2 separate regions of the Mus musculus genome follow, and region 2 is linked to region 1. The links are chromatin contacts, called in public Hi-C maps. All regions are on one chromosome and are shown on one strand. The core of a region is the stretch at or near the end of the contact, and the rest is flanking DNA. Distances in the headings are between cores, read along the strand shown.

Region 1 (3,944 bases), core at 723-3,222:
GAGGCAGGGTCTCTAATTCCTGCTGCCATGCTGCCTTCTCCAGGCTAGATGGCAGGTCAGTTCCAGGGTGATGCTCTTGTCTCCATCCCCTAGTAAGAGTTCTGAGAAATTGGGGCTGGAAGATGGCCTAGTGGTGAAGAACACTGGCTGCTTCTCAAGAGGACCCAGGCTTGATTCTCAGCACCCATAAAGTGGCTCAGAACTGTTCCAGATTCTAGTTCTTGAGGGTCCGCCGCTCTCTGGCTTCCACAGGCACTAGGCCTCGAGCTCAGAAATCCGCTTGCCTCTGCCTACCAAGTGCTGGGATTAAAGGCGTGCGCCACCACTGCCCGGCCCTGAATATACTTTTCTATTCAAAGCCTGCTCTGTACTGGAGGTTCTTAAACCAGGAGTCACTGCTTTCTAAGGTAGCGATGATTCCTCAACTGGCTGCTTCACACAGGCCTCTTGGAGTATCCAATGAGAATTCAAGTCTACTTGTGTCTAATTGTTGAACCGAGGATCGAGCAAATTCCAGGTTTAAACCAAAGACTTCCGCAACATCATAGAATTGGAGGATAAAAGAACAGAGAGGGTCTGCTTTGTCTGAGTCTTCAATCCCTGATGTCAGGAGTTGATTAGTTTGCAAACCTCCCTCCACGCTGACTCAGAATGGCCAGGCTTCTGCCAGAGAATTCTTGACTTTCTTATGCCAAAGGTGTTTCAAAAAGAATGTGCTCCAGCTCGTGGTTTTAGCGGCATTAAGGATTATTGGTATGGGGAATACTTGCTGGTTTTTGAGACAGGGTTTCTCTGTGTAGCCCTGGCTATCCTGGAACTCACTCTGTAGACCAGGCTGGCCTCGAACTCAGAAATCCACCTGCCTCTGCCTCCCGAGTGCTGGGATTAAAGGCGTGTGCCACCATGCCCAACTGGAATACTTGCTCTTAGGACAAGTTAGGGAAAAAAAAGGAAGGCTGGGCTGTAGTTCACTGTTGCTTGCCTAGCAGGCAGGAAGCTAGGTTCAGAAGCCAATACTACATAAGCTGAGCATGGTGATGCCTGCCTGCCTGCATCTCAGCACGTGGGAAGTGGAGGCAGGAGAGGCAGGGGTGCAAGGTGATCCTTGACTAATTGGGACTAAAAGGGCAGCACATGCCGGGCGGTGGTGGCGCACACCTTTAATCCCCAGTACTTGGGAGGCAGAGGCAGGCAAATTCTGAGTTCGAGGCCAGCCTGGTCTACAAAGTGAGTTCAGGACAGCCAGGGCTACACAGAGAAACCCTGTCTCGAAAAACCAAAAAAAAAAAAAAAAAAGGCAGCACATAAACTGGAAGCCGAGCACATAATTATAATCCAAATATTTGGGAGGTGGAGGCAGAAGTCCGTGGTCATTCTAAAGTGTAAGTCTTCTGACCGAATAATCCTCACTGTGACCCTTTATCTGCTAATCCCTACCCTTCCCCCTAACCCTGATCAGCCCCTCACACCCGTCCGCAGTATTTAGGCACTGGGTAGAGTATCAGCCTGGAAACACGACAAGAACTGAGGAAATGCTTCACAGAGCCATGTGAAGTGGTCTGACTCAGCTCACTCCCATGAAGACGGCAGAGCTTAGCTGGACAAAACCCCTGAGTCTAAGGTGTCCAGTCCCTTACTGAGAGGAAAAGGAGCCTCTAGAATTCAAGGAATGTAGCTGAGCTGGGGGGGGGGGGGGGCAGGTACAGTTCTCATTCACAGGCCTCAGCCCCATATACCTTTAGAGCATAATGTTTTGCACTTTCAGATCCTGGCATCTCTAAACCTTCCCAACCCCCAGGACTCTGAGTTACACAATTTGAATAATTTAGGACCCAGCACCCTCAGGTGTCAGTTTCAGTTGTTCTGTTCCCATGGGCACCAGTATGCCAACCCTGCAATTAAGCTAAAAGAAGTCAGTGGAAGAGGGGTGCTCTCCAGTGCCTCAAACCCTGATACGAGTTCCTGGCCCTATTCTGCTGAGAGCAGCAGGCTTGCTCAGAGCCCAGGTACAGGGAATGGATTGAAGGGGGGTTTGAGGTGCTGTAAGAGGAGAAGAAAGGGGGAGAGAGGAAAGAAAACAGAAACCAAGACCATTACAGAGGAAGAAAGCAAATTGAGACAGAGAGGTAAAAGACGGCACTAGTCATATGGAAAGGGACGGAAGATGGAGCCAGAGAGGCTGTGAAGAGCAAAGGAGAAACTGCAGGTACAAGGACCAGGTATAGTACTGCAGGCAGGTGCAAACAGGAGACCAGAAGGAAAGCCGCAATCTCTGGTTTCCAGGTACTGTCCACCTCATCCGTGCCAGCAGGGCCTGTTGCTTTACATCTCCTCAAGACCTGCCCACCCTCTGGCTGTGGTAGCGACATGGGGACCAGGAGCCACCACCTGGGTCCTGGGTTTCTGCTCCTGCTCTTTCTCCCTGCAGGTAATGAACCAGGTCTATCTGACACCGCCATTATTCCTGTCCACCACAAGCCTCCAGTCCCTACCCTTCTCTTCAGTGCCTGCTGAGAGCAAGCTATCTGGGGAATGTGGAGGAGAGGGTGCTGAAGATGGGAGTGGGGGAGAAGTAACTGTAAAAAGTCAGGTGTGCAAACCCCTTTAGCTCCTTGGGTACTTTCTCTTGCTCCTCCATTGGGGACCCTGTGTTCCATCCAATAGCTGACTGTGAGCATCCACTTCTGTTTGCCAAGCACCGGCATAGCCTCACAAGAGACAGCTATATCAGGGGCCGTTCAGCAAAATCTTGCTGGCGTATGCAATGGCATCAGCTTTTGGAGGCTGATTATGGGATGGATCCCCGGGAATGGCAGTCTCTAGATGGTCCATCCTTTCGTCTCAGCTCCAAACTTTGTCTCCATAACTCCTTCCATGGGTGTTTTGTTCCCAATTCTAAGAAGGGGCAAAGTGTCCACTCTTTTTTGGTCTTCGTTCTTCTTGAATTTCATGTGTTTTGCAAATTGTATCTTGTATCTTGGGTATTCTAAGCTTCTGGGCTAATACCAACAATATGAACTAACCAGTACCCCCGGAGCTCGTATCTCTAGCTGCATATGTAGCAGAAGATGGCCTAGTCGGCCATCATTGGGAAGAGAGGCCCCTTGGTCTTGCAAACTTTATATGCCTCAGTACAGGGGAACGCCAGGGCCAAGAAGTGGGAGGGGTGGGGGGGGGAGGGTATGGGGGACTTTTGGGATAGCATTTGAAATGTAAATGAAGAAAATCCCTAATTTAAAAAAAAGGTCAGGTGTGGCCTCAAACACCTATAACCACAGTGCTGTAGGAACCTGAGCCAGGAGGATTGCTGGGATTGCTGGCCAACCAGACTAGCTGAAAAAAACGGCAAGTTGCAAGTTCAGTGCGAGACCCTGTCTCAAGAGAACAGGGTAGAAAGTGATAAAGCCAGAAACCCAGTCCTCTCCTCTGGCTTCTGAAGACATATGAGTAAATGGCACAGAGCATCAAAAATGTGTGAGACCACGGAACAGGTGACAAGGCTCTAGCTGGGGGGTGATAGATGTGAACAGAGACCGCTGGATGACAGTCAAATTCTCATTCACCCTCTAGAGTGCCTGGGAGCTGAGGGTAGACTGGCTCACAAGCTGTTTCGTGACCTGTTTGCCAACTATACAAGTGCCTTGAGACCAGTGGCAGACACAGACCAGACTCTAAATGTGACCCTGGAGGTGACGTTGTCTCAGATCATTGATATGGTATGATATGGTAGTGGTGGGATGTGTGAATCGAGGGAAGAAGGGCCATCTCCTAATGATCTTTTTCCTATGTGTTAATATTAATAATGACATGCCGGGCGTGGTGGCGCACGCCTTTAATCCCAGCACTCGGGAGGCAGAGGCAGGCGGATTTCTGAGTTCAAGGCCAGCCTGGTCTACAAAGTGAGTTCCAGGACAGCCAGGGCTGTACAGAGAAACCCTGTCTCG
Region 2 (3,637 bases), core at 503-3,002, 71 kb after region 1:
AACTTTCATAAGTTGTTCTCTGACCTCCATACTCAACGCCATGACATTTGCACTCTCCAAAATAAATAAATGTATTATGTGTGTGTGTGTGTGTGTGTGTGTGTGTGTGTGTGTTTAGGTGGTGGCATTGAAGTCAGAGGACAACATCCCTGGGACCTACATAGCGGAGGGAGTGAACCAACCTCTGCAGGTTGTCCTCTTACTTCCACTCCTGCCCTGTGGCATGTGGTCCATTCTAAGTAGAAATGTAGGCATTTTGAAAAAAAAAATTACAAATGTTGGGAAGGATGTGGAGAAATTGGAGCCTCCACATACTGTGCACAAGACTGTAATATGCAGCTGCTATGAGAAACAGTTTGGCAGTTCTCAAAAGATAAAAGTAGAGTTGTCATGTGGCCCAGCAGTTATGGTTCTAGCTATGTTTTCAAGAGAAATGAAAACATACTTTTACATGACGTTAGGGACAAATGTTCATATAGCAACATTCTTGTTTTTATTTTTTGTTTGTTTGTTTGTTTGTTTTTCTTTGTTTTTTTCGAGACAGGGTTTCTCTATATAGCTCTGGCTGTCCTGGAACTTACTTTGTAGACCAGGCTAGCCTCGAACTCAGAAATCCACCTGCCTCTGCCTCCCGAAGTGCTGGGACTAAAGGTGTGCACCACCACGCCCGGCCTAGCAACATTCTTTATAATAGCTCAGAAGTCAATGACTCTAGTGTTTCCAGCTAGTGAATGGAGAAATATGATATATCTATACATTGGAATGTTGTTGACATTCAAAAGGGGGGAACTATCATATGTGCTACAAAATTAATGAACCTTGAAAACAGTTATGCTACATGAAAGAAGCCAGCCATGAAAGACCATGTTATGGCAGTAGTATATGAACTGCCTATATTAAACAAATCTTTATAGAGGTAGAAGAGGTACAATACTGTGAATACACTGAAAACCATGACTACTGTACTTTAAAAATGGACTATTTTCTCACTGTGTGAATTAGATCTTAGTAGTAAAATTATTTTGTTTTTTTTTAAGAAAAGAATCTTACAGATATGTCTATGCCTATAAATGCAAATTGTGAATATGAGTACTACATATGGTAGCAATACTTCTCAAACGTGTACATATAAATTATTTCAGTATCTTATTAGATTACAGATTCTGATAAAGGGGGATTTATGTGGATTCTGAAGTTTGTGTTTCATAATTAGCTTTCAGGGTCCTGGTATTCTAGTAGTTAGATACACATAGTAAAAGTATGGAAGATGTTCTAAAGAGCTTTCCAATAACCCAGGAGAATTTGTTCAGTACTTTGTGGAAAGAATTTGATTTGGTGGAAGAGAGGGGCTTAAGGGACAAAGCTATGTAAAGACAGAGATCAAAGAGTGAGTGCTGTTTGTGGAGGACAGGTCATCTGGTTGTGGGTACACAGGGGTGGGTGCTTAAATCTTACACACCTGAGGAAACAAACTCCTCAGGTTTGATCATTTTCTGTCTTTGCAAATTTTTCCCTTGCCCCATCTAGCATTTTTGGTTTAACTTCTTTTAAATCTTAACTTAGGTTAGCAATGACTTGTATGGAGCCTTGTGAGATCCTAGGATGTTTTAGGTGTTGTTTATAGGACCGTCAGTTATTACCCTGACCCTGAGAGGCTGCCTAATTATCTACCTGAGTTTCAGACAAGGTACCTTCATATTGGGTTAGTGCTTGGCTCCAGGTGGATAAACTCCCTTAATGAGGCACCAAATAAAGATGCCTTCCCAGATGGTACAGGTTAATTATAGCTATAGTTTACAGCTTTCCTTGTTTTCCCACTTGATCCAGAAGAGTGGTTTGAATGTAATTAAAGTCACCTTTTGGTTCTGGACACAAATATTAAAGCCAGACCATATGTTACTCTTAACAGTTAAACTGCTTTGTGAACTGCTGCTGATGGCTTAAGCCCCAAATGTAGTCTCAGCCTTAGGGCTTGCTCTTCTGATCTTTTCCCTGAGGCTCTGGAAGCATTCCTTGTTTCTCCAGCTTTGAATGCGCTAGCCTCCTCTGGTAGTTTATACAGTATGCCCACTCTTCTGGAAGAAACCAAATTCATTGTCAGTGTACTTTCCTTACAAGCCATATGATGGAGTCAAAGGTCTTATTCTATTTTCAGATGATGGAAGTAAGACATACATAATAATATGCATGGCTCACTTTCAGAGATACAGCTATGCCTGGTCCAGTACTCTGTGTATTCATAGTTTGCCCTTCAATGGGTTGTCTTACTTTCTTGAGTATGTACCTTTTTTATTTCCTCATATAAAGTTTTTTTCCCATTTATTATTTATTTATTTGCTTTTTATCATAATCGCAGCCCCCTTCCAATTCTCCTTCCAGTCCTGCCCCCCCCTTTACCTTCTCCCTTTTTTCTCAGAGAAGGTGAAGCACCTCCAAGGGAAAGCTCCCCCACCCCCTGGGTACCATCTCATCCTGGGATGTAAGGCCTCAGAAGGACTAAGCACATCTTCTCCCACTTAGGCCTGACAAGGCAGTCCCGCTAGTGGAAGGGGATCCAAAGGCAGGGAACAAAGTCAGAGACAGCCCCCTACACCTGCTCCAATTGTTAGGGGACTCACACGAAGACTAAGCTATACATCTGCTACAAATGTGTATGGGGCCTAAGTCCAGTTCCTGCATGTTCTTTAGTTGGTGGTTCAGTCTCTGTCAGCCCCCATGGGCCCAGGTTAATTGACTCTGAAGGTCTTTTTGTGGTGTCCTTGGCCCCTCTGGCTTTCTCAATACTATGCCCCACAAGACTTCCAAACTCTGCCTGATGTTTTGCTCTGCTTCTGTTTCCATCAGCTGCTGGATGAAGCCTCTCCAAGGACTCTTCTTAGGCTCCTGTCTGCAAGCATAGCAGAGTATCATAAATAGTGTCAGGGGTTGGCTCTCTCCTATAGAATGGGTCTCAAGTTGGGCTAGTCATTGGTTAGCCATTCCCTCAATCTGCTATATCTTTGTAGGCAGGACAAATTTTGGGTTGAAGTTTTTGTGGGTGAGTTGATGTCTCCCTCCCTCTACTGGAAATCCCACCTGGCTCCAGGAGGTGGCCACTTTGGTCTCCCATCAGCTAGGGTCACACTCACAGACTCCTGTGAGCTTCTCCTGTCTCAGAGATGTCCCCCACCACTTTCTGTTCTCTCTCCCAACTCTCTCTCACCCACCCCCACCTGATCTCCATTCCTATTCCCCTCTTCACCTCCTCTCCTACCCAGCTTCCTCCCTCCATTCATCTCCGACGTCTATTTTACTTCCTCTTGTGAGTGAGATTCACATAAAGTTTTTAAATAGATTTTTCTAGATGCTTTCTTGATACTTACATGGCATTTTCAAGTGTTTGTATACTCTCTTGTTTCAGTATGTCCAAGTGGTGTACTGTTTTGTTTTTTGTTTTGTTTTGTTTTTAACATACTTACATTATGGGAGAGGCTTTTTCTCAATTTCTTAAATATTTATTGACTGCTTAGTTCTGTGTTCTCTTTAAAGGACACAAAAGCAGTATAAAGTGTATATTGGCTCTGAGGCATTTTCCCAGTATGTGGGAAAGGTGTACTAGGCCAGTCCAAAACTGTGGGAGGTATTCAAAATGCTAAAT

What was found. Hi-C and Micro-C count contacts between places; a contact is called where the count stands out from the background.
Region 2: a contact with region 1 is called in a Hi-C map of olfactory sensory neurons, with 1.8 times the contacts expected there. The contact joins the enhancer-like site here to the promoter of Chrna10 in region 1. A contact is called at or near these places in 13 of 39 promoter capture datasets (the 3T3-L1 cell line, cranial neural crest, embryonic stem cells and 6 more), 1 of 15 datasets of contacts at CTCF or cohesin (CD8 T cells), 2 of 484 Hi-C or Micro-C datasets (centroblasts and olfactory sensory neurons), 1 of 115 datasets of contacts at active chromatin or transcription factors (embryonic stem cells) and 2 of 9 other capture datasets (adipose tissue and pancreatic islet).

The regions. Positions count from the first base shown.
Region 1 is chr7:102,114,741-102,118,684 of GRCm38.p6, reverse strand. Chrna10 (cholinergic receptor, nicotinic, alpha polypeptide 10) reads left to right here and starts at 1,972. Exons shown (of 5, transcript NM_001081424.1): 1 at 1,972-2,428; 2 at 3,571-3,716. The coding sequence starts at 2,368. It also overlaps a transcript of Art1 not described here.
Region 2 is chr7:102,043,651-102,047,287 of GRCm38.p6, reverse strand. The region is part of intron 1 of Rnf121 (ring finger protein 121); the gene reads left to right. Among named protein-coding and RNA genes, the nearest start is that of Rnf121, 20 kb to the left of the region's middle. Within about 2 kb of position 1,752, at least 2 of the 459 cell types and tissues checked have an H3K27ac peak or open chromatin away from gene starts, as enhancers often do. A contact at or near this core is called in olfactory sensory neurons, where this site is marked.